Linked DNA regions of Mus musculus: region 2 is linked to region 1. The links are chromatin contacts, called in public promoter capture Hi-C maps. All regions are on one chromosome and are shown on one strand. Each heading gives the region's core, a stretch centred on a gene start, on an enhancer-like site or on the middle of the called end of the contact. The rest is flanking DNA. Distances are from core to core; before and after follow the strand shown. Region 1 holds the start of Prss42 (protease, serine 42). Region 2 holds the start of Pdcd6ip (programmed cell death 6 interacting protein).

The links. Promoter capture Hi-C pulls out the DNA fragments that hold promoters and counts their contacts.
Region 2: a promoter capture Hi-C map of embryonic stem cells shows a contact between it and region 1, with 7 times the contacts expected there. The contact joins the promoter of Pdcd6ip here to the promoter of Prss42 in region 1. A contact is called at or near these places in 2 of 39 promoter capture datasets (embryonic stem cells and hippocampal neurons) and 1 of 115 datasets of contacts at active chromatin or transcription factors (astrocytes).

What each region holds. Positions count from the first base shown.
Region 1 is chr9:110,796,042-110,799,496 of GRCm38.p6, forward strand. It overlaps Prss42 (protease, serine 42), which reads left to right and starts at 2,144. Exons shown (of 5, transcript NM_153099.1): 1 at 2,144-2,367; 2 at 2,671-2,827; 3 at 3,117-3,379. The coding sequence starts at 2,157.
Region 2 is chr9:113,706,575-113,709,749 of GRCm38.p6, forward strand. Pdcd6ip (programmed cell death 6 interacting protein) reads right to left here and starts at 1,685. Exons shown (of 18, transcript NM_011052.2): 1 at 1,325-1,685. The coding sequence starts at 1,533.

The DNA.
Region 1 (3,455 bases), core at 894-3,393:
AGCTTTCCCTGCGTCTGGGTCTAATGGGCAGAATAGCATCCCAGCATGTTCTATTCTAGAACAGGCTCAAAGTATGGGGCGGGAGAAACAACAAAAAACTCCCCTACAAAGAGAATTCACATGGGCTTTGAGTACTATTGGTAGCTATGACTTAAGCCCAGATAGGGAATGTGCTTACCAGAATCTCAGTTTGTTGGTTCAAATAGGTGTGGGGTAACTCTTCCAGCTTTCCACAAAATGTCAGGAGTTCCTTGCTGTGCTGGGCTTGTAGCTCAGTTGGTAAGAGGACCTCCCTAGCATGCACAGAACCTTGCATGGTTTTGTTTTGTTTCCCCCGAGACAGGGTTTCTCTGTGTAGCCCTAACTGTCTTAGAACTCTCTCCATAGACCAGGCTGGCCTTGAACTTAAAGAGATCCTCTTGCCTTCTAAGTGCTGCGATTAAAAGGATGTGCAACCACCACCCAGGTTTTTTTTTTTTTTTTTTTTTTTTTTTTTTTTTTTTTTAAGGTTTATTTATATCCAAGTACACTGTAGCTGTCTTCAGACACACCAGAAGAGAGTGCCAGATCTCATTACGGATGGTTGTGAGCCACCATGTGGTTGCTGGGATTTGAACTCAGGACCTTCAGAAGAGCAGTCAGTGCTCTTAACCACTAAGCCATCTCTCCAGCCCATTTTTTGTTTTAAATATCCCTGCATAAGCTTGGTGTGGTGGTGCCTGTAGTTCCAGTACAGGGAGGTGCAGGGAGGAGGATCTGACGTTCTAGGTCCTTTCTGGCTGCACAGAGAGTCGAGAGGCTTCTCTGCATACGCGAGAGACCCAGTCTCAAAAAGAAACAGTTTGAAAGCAGAGGGTTTCTGATGGGTGGGGGTGCAACTATTGGGATGGATGACCTGCTTTCCCACCCCTCTTGTGACCGAAAGAGCACCCTAAAGAATGTGCCCTTTCCCCAGTCCACTCCTATACAGGAAAACATTTAACTGGGGCTGGCTTACGGTTTCGAAGGTTTAGTTCATTTTCATCATGGTGGGAAACATGGCAGCATGCAGGCAGACATGCCGGAGGAGGAGAGTTCAACATCGTGGTCTGCAGGCAGCAGAAGTGACTGTTAAACCACACTGAGCATAGCTTAAGCACAGGAGACCTCAAAGCCCCGCCCCTGAGCCCCGCCCCTGCAATGACACACTTCCTCCAACAAGGCCACACCTCCTAATACTGCCACTCCGCATGGGACAAGTTTTCAAACACGTGAGTCTGTGGCGGCCATTCTTACTTAAACCCCCACACCAAGACATTGAAACATAAATTGATTTGGCCCTCCTCCTTCAGCTGGGGAAAGTCGAGAAGCACAGAAGGTCACAGGTTGCTGTTATTGTCTCTCTCCATCCTCCCAGGTCAACAGGGATGATGCCTAAGATCAAGGCTCTGAGCATCAGGACGGCAAAGAGAAAGCCGTGAGTTACCACAGAAGACACCAAGGACACAGAGTAGTAGAGATGGATTGACTTATGAGTATCTTTGGTGGCTTACTTAAGAACATATATTTATTTTTATTTTCTGTGTCTGAGTATTTTGCCTGCATGTATGGACATGCCTAGGGCCCACAGAGGCCAGAGAAGGGCACTCCATCCCCTGGAACTGGAGTTAAGAATGGTGTTGAGTTTCCATGTGGATATTGAACAGCAGTCCTTTGCAAGAGCACTGTGCACTCTTAAGCACTGAGCCACCTCTCCAGGCCTGGACATTTGCTAATTTTCTTTCAACTTGTCCCATAGCTCAGAGAGAAGAATAGCCTACAAGTAGAAGTCTGGTGAATGAATCTCGGTTTGAGGTGCCTCTTTGGAGACCTAGGGCTTCCCCTCTCATTCCCAGAGTTCTGTCCTTATCAGTTCTAAGCCAAGCTCCACAGGAAGTAAGGGGTCCTGAATTGGGAGGTCTCTATCAAGGATGGCTGTTCCCTCTGTCCCAGGCCGGGGTGTGCTCAGCGTGCTATGAACTGATTGAAAGCAAGAAGCTGTGATGCCTCTGACTCACTGGCGCCTCCCTGCAGCCCTCCACGGAGCCCGTTTCTCCTGACAGAACGGAGGGCGGCCACGTGAGCCTGGGGAGCGGGTGCCACCTTACTGGGAGATGGAGGGTGGCCTACGTGATGACATGGCGTCCGGAGGTGGCTCCCTGGGCCTCATAGTCTTCCTCTTGCTCCTTCAGCCAAAGCCCTGCGAGGCCTGGGCAGCCGCCTCTGTACTCTCTACTTCCGGTTTCCCCTCAGGGTTTAGTGAAGCCCCGAGGGACAACCCACCGCCACCCACCCGGGTGCGCATGTCCAAGGCTACCACCCGCTCTCCTTTCATGAACTTTTCCTTAGGTAATTTGGTAAGGGTTGTCTGTGGCAAGGGGAGGGCTGGGTCAAGGTCCACACTAAGAGCTAATGACTCCCTGAGAGTCACGGGTGTCGCTCAGGCCACTGTTGTGTAGAGTTCGGTTGCCTTGCCTCTGGGTGGCTTCAGGGGATATGACTGCCTGTATGATGTTGAAGCCTTGAGGGTATGAAGTGCCTGTGGTGTTCAACACTTCTTGGCTATCGTTGGGGGAACGTGTTTTTTTTCTGTGGAAATGCTAACATGAAGAGAGGGCCTAATGCTTATGAGTTCTTTTCATCTTCCCTCAGTGTGTGGCCAACCCTTTATGAAGATCATGGGAGGGGTAGACGCTGAAGAGGGGAAGTGGCCTTGGCAGGTGAGCGTTCGGGTCAGGCACATGCATGTCTGTGGAGGTTCCCTCATCAATTCCCAGTGGGTGCTGACTGCCGCCCATTGTATTTACAGGTGAGGAGTCTTGGGGAGGGATCTGGAGGGAAACCCTGCTGTCTAATCTACCTGCCTGACAGAAACATTCCAGAACAAAAGAAGGGGGTGGCCGTGCTATGACCATCTTGTTACTAGAAATATTTAGGGTGTGGCACAGGCAAAACAGTTGAGAGATTAATAAAGAGTTTTAGTGACAGACACAGGATGATAGAGATTTGGGACATGTTGAGAAGCAGGGACGGAGTGGAAGGGGTATAAGAGAGCTTGGTGGGGTCATGGCTAACGAGGCAACACATTTTTTCCATAGCCGAATCCAGTACAACGTCAAGGTGGGCGATCGGAGTGTCTACCGACAGAATACAAGTCTGGTGATTCCCATCAAGACCATCTTTGTCCACCCTAAGTTCTCAACAACTATCGTCGTTAAAAATGATATTGCTCTTCTCAAGCTCCAACACCCTGTGAATTTCACCACTAACATATACCCTGTCTGCATCCCTTCAGAGAGTTTTCCTGTAAAAGCTGGGACCAAATGTTGGGTGACAGGATGGGGAAAACTAGTGCCAGGCGGTAAGACTGGTGCTCAGAAGACCTTCTTCCTGGGGTAGAAACAAAAGATCCCAAGGGGCACAGAAGAGAAGCAGAC
Region 2 (3,175 bases), core at 435-2,934, 2.9 Mb after region 1:
GTCTCAGGCATTGTCTGAAGACTTGTAAGGCGAAGGCAAAGCTTCCCTCACAGAAATGGCTCACAACCTTTCTAATGCTTTGCCCTTTAATACAGCTCCTCCTGGTGTAGTGACGCCCAACCATAAAATCTGTTGTTACTTCATACCTGTAATTCTGCTACTATCACGAATGGTAATATAAATATCTGATATGCAGGATGTCTGATACGTCACCCCAAAGGGGCCGTGACCCACAGTTTGAGAACCACTGCCTTAGAGGCACGGATGATACAATGTGCATCAAGCACTTGAGACAGCCGCTGGATACACAGGCCACATATACCACCCGCAGACAAGCACTGTGTGACTAACCCCAGCACTCGCAGACGTTCCTTACAGTTTTACAAAACTCGGGCACTTTAAAGCAAATCCACTCTAAAACTCTCGTGAGAGAACTGTTTGAAATCTGGCTCCTCACTCTGTCAACAGATAAAGTCTACTCAGTGCTGGGAGCCATTCTAACTACGGTAAGGGCTGCTAGTGGCCATCTGGCAACACATGCAGGAAACATCACGGGAGCAAGATGATGCCAAAACTAAGGGGTGTCTCTGGACAGCTCTGTTCCCACCCTAATCCACCAGCGTCCCTTGCATGAAACAAGATCATATTACCAGAAATTGGATCATAAGGTATCACGGAAATGTTATCATTATCAAGTACCTGGGTTGTCACCAATTGCAAAAAGGACCAGGGTATTCCATACGTGCATACGCCCGTGTCAAAAGATTTTTAAGTAACCAGTCTCAGCGGTCTACTATGTCATTCAAGTTTTCTTTCAAACGACTGTAGCTCCTAACTTTTACAACTGTCAGTCTGTCACTTGATTATTGGAACATGAGATGACTTACTTCAAGTGAACAATATAATAAGTCACCGACATTTGGTTTAGTGTCCAAATTCTCTCCCTTCCCTTTCGTAACTATTATTAGGAAATCTAGACGTGGTCCAATAAAGTCACAAACAGGGATTGTAAAAGGGAGACTCCAGTTGTAACACCCAAAAAGTGAAAACCGGTCAAACGGCTGTAACCAGAGAGATCATTACACGGCAGACGTCCTCCCAGGTAAGGAGCCTCGGTGACAGAAGGCACTCGGAAGGGAGGACAGGGTTATGAGTCCTCTCACCAGGAAAGAATGCTGACCACACCTACGCTGCTGGCCTGAGTCAGAGTGGAGGCCAGGCGCGGGGGAGAGGAAAAGGCTATGAAGGGAGGAGGAAGCGAGGCTGGGGAGGGGAGCGGGGACAGGAAGGGAGGCTGGGAGGGAGCCCCGCCGCCCGGGCCCACCTCAGCAACGTCTCCAGGGCGCCCTCATGCTTGTCCAGCGGGCGACCGAGCGCCGAGCGCCGCAGTTTGCTGAGCTCCTCGGCCGCACGGCAGTACTGGGCCTGCTCCTCGCCGCCGCTCGGGTACGTCTGCTGGATGAACTTCACCAGCGGCTTGGCCAGGTCCACCTCCGAGGTCTTCTTCAGCTGCACCCAGATGAACGACGCCATGGTGAGCGCCCGGCCGCCGCGTCGGGCCGCACAGACGGAGGGACAGCGACCACGGCCTAGGCGCGCTCGGCACCGGCAGCGGAGGAGCGGACCGACGGGCCGACGGACTGGGCCGCCAGCGCTTCGAGCTGGCCACTTCCGGGAGCCCCCGCGCAGGCGCAGTCGGAGGGGCGCGCCGCTCGGTCACGTGATGGTGCCACCAAAGCGTCGCTCACCTGGGCTCGCCTGTGCGGCGCCTGCGTGGTGGGATCAGGCGGTAGCCTACTGCGATGATTAAATTTTCAAAAAGATTCTTTTGGTTATTTTGGTTTGGTTTGGTTGTTTTGTTCGAGACTGGGTTTCTCTGTGTAGCCCTGGCTATCTTGGAACTGACTTGTAGTCCAAGCCGGCCTCGAACTCGCGGAGATCTTCCTGCCTATGCCTCCCCAATGCTGGGATTAAAGGCATACGCCACTACCACCCGGCTCAAGAAGATTTTAAATTCTCCTTAGATTCTGCTCTATTTTTCTTTTTAAAATATTTTTAATTGATTGTATTTTTCCTTTTTTATTACAAAAATTAATTTTATAGGTCAATATATTCTGCCCGGTGGTGAAATGCTCCTTTGTTATGCTTTCTCCTATGAGACCAGACCCTGGGGAGTATTGTGATGTGCGGTTGAAGGTCCATTGTGTGTGCAGCCTTACCCCCACCCCCACCCCCCAGGGCAAAAGTAGAAAAAGTCCCTGCCTTCGTGCAGTCTTCCAGGTAAGGACACAGTCGGTAGTAAGGTACGTAAAAAGAGATCTCTTAGAAGAACATAGCATAAGCAAGATAATTTAAGAAACATCCTCCCAGAAGATGAATTTAAAAGAATACTCGCAATTTGACATTAAAAGAGAGCACGGGTGGAGAGACTTAAGTGGGAAGAGGCCCCAGACCTAAAGCACGAGTATCCCATATCCAGAACTTAAAAGGGAAGTAGAGACTAGAATGAAAGGAAGTTGAAGAGTGACACCACAAATCATTATGAAACTTGTAGTCAGTGTCTAGAATCTATTTAGTACAATCAGTCGTACTTAAGCAATTTTTTTTATATTTTTTACAAAGGCCTCCCTGGGTAACTGGGGAAATAGATTAGCAGTTAAAGACTGTTTGCTGCTCTGCCTGAGTGAGAGGCCGACCTGGGTTCCCAGTAGCCTCTTTAGGAACACACTCAACACCTGTAACTCAAGGCGACCCATCACCCTCTTGGGGCCTCCTCTGGGGCCAGCCCTCACGCGCACATACATAGAATGTTTCTTGAAGGCCTCCCAGAAGACAAGTCTGGTATTTTTACTGTTTATTTTTATTATGGTTTATTTATTGGGGAGTACTCAGAGGTCAGAGGTCAACTTCTGGAATCAGTCCCTTCTACCACGTGGGTCTCAGGGGTGGAACTCAGGTGGGCATGATTGACAGCAAGCACCTTTCCCTGCTGAGCCATCTCACCACTCTTGATGGAGCAAATGTTGATGAACAATATCGTCCATGAAACATTCCAGGCAAAACTAACTTGAATCTATCAAGCCTTCACATCAAACACGCAATTTTTTTCATTTTTTATTATATATATATATATATACATATATATATATATATACACACACACACACACACATAT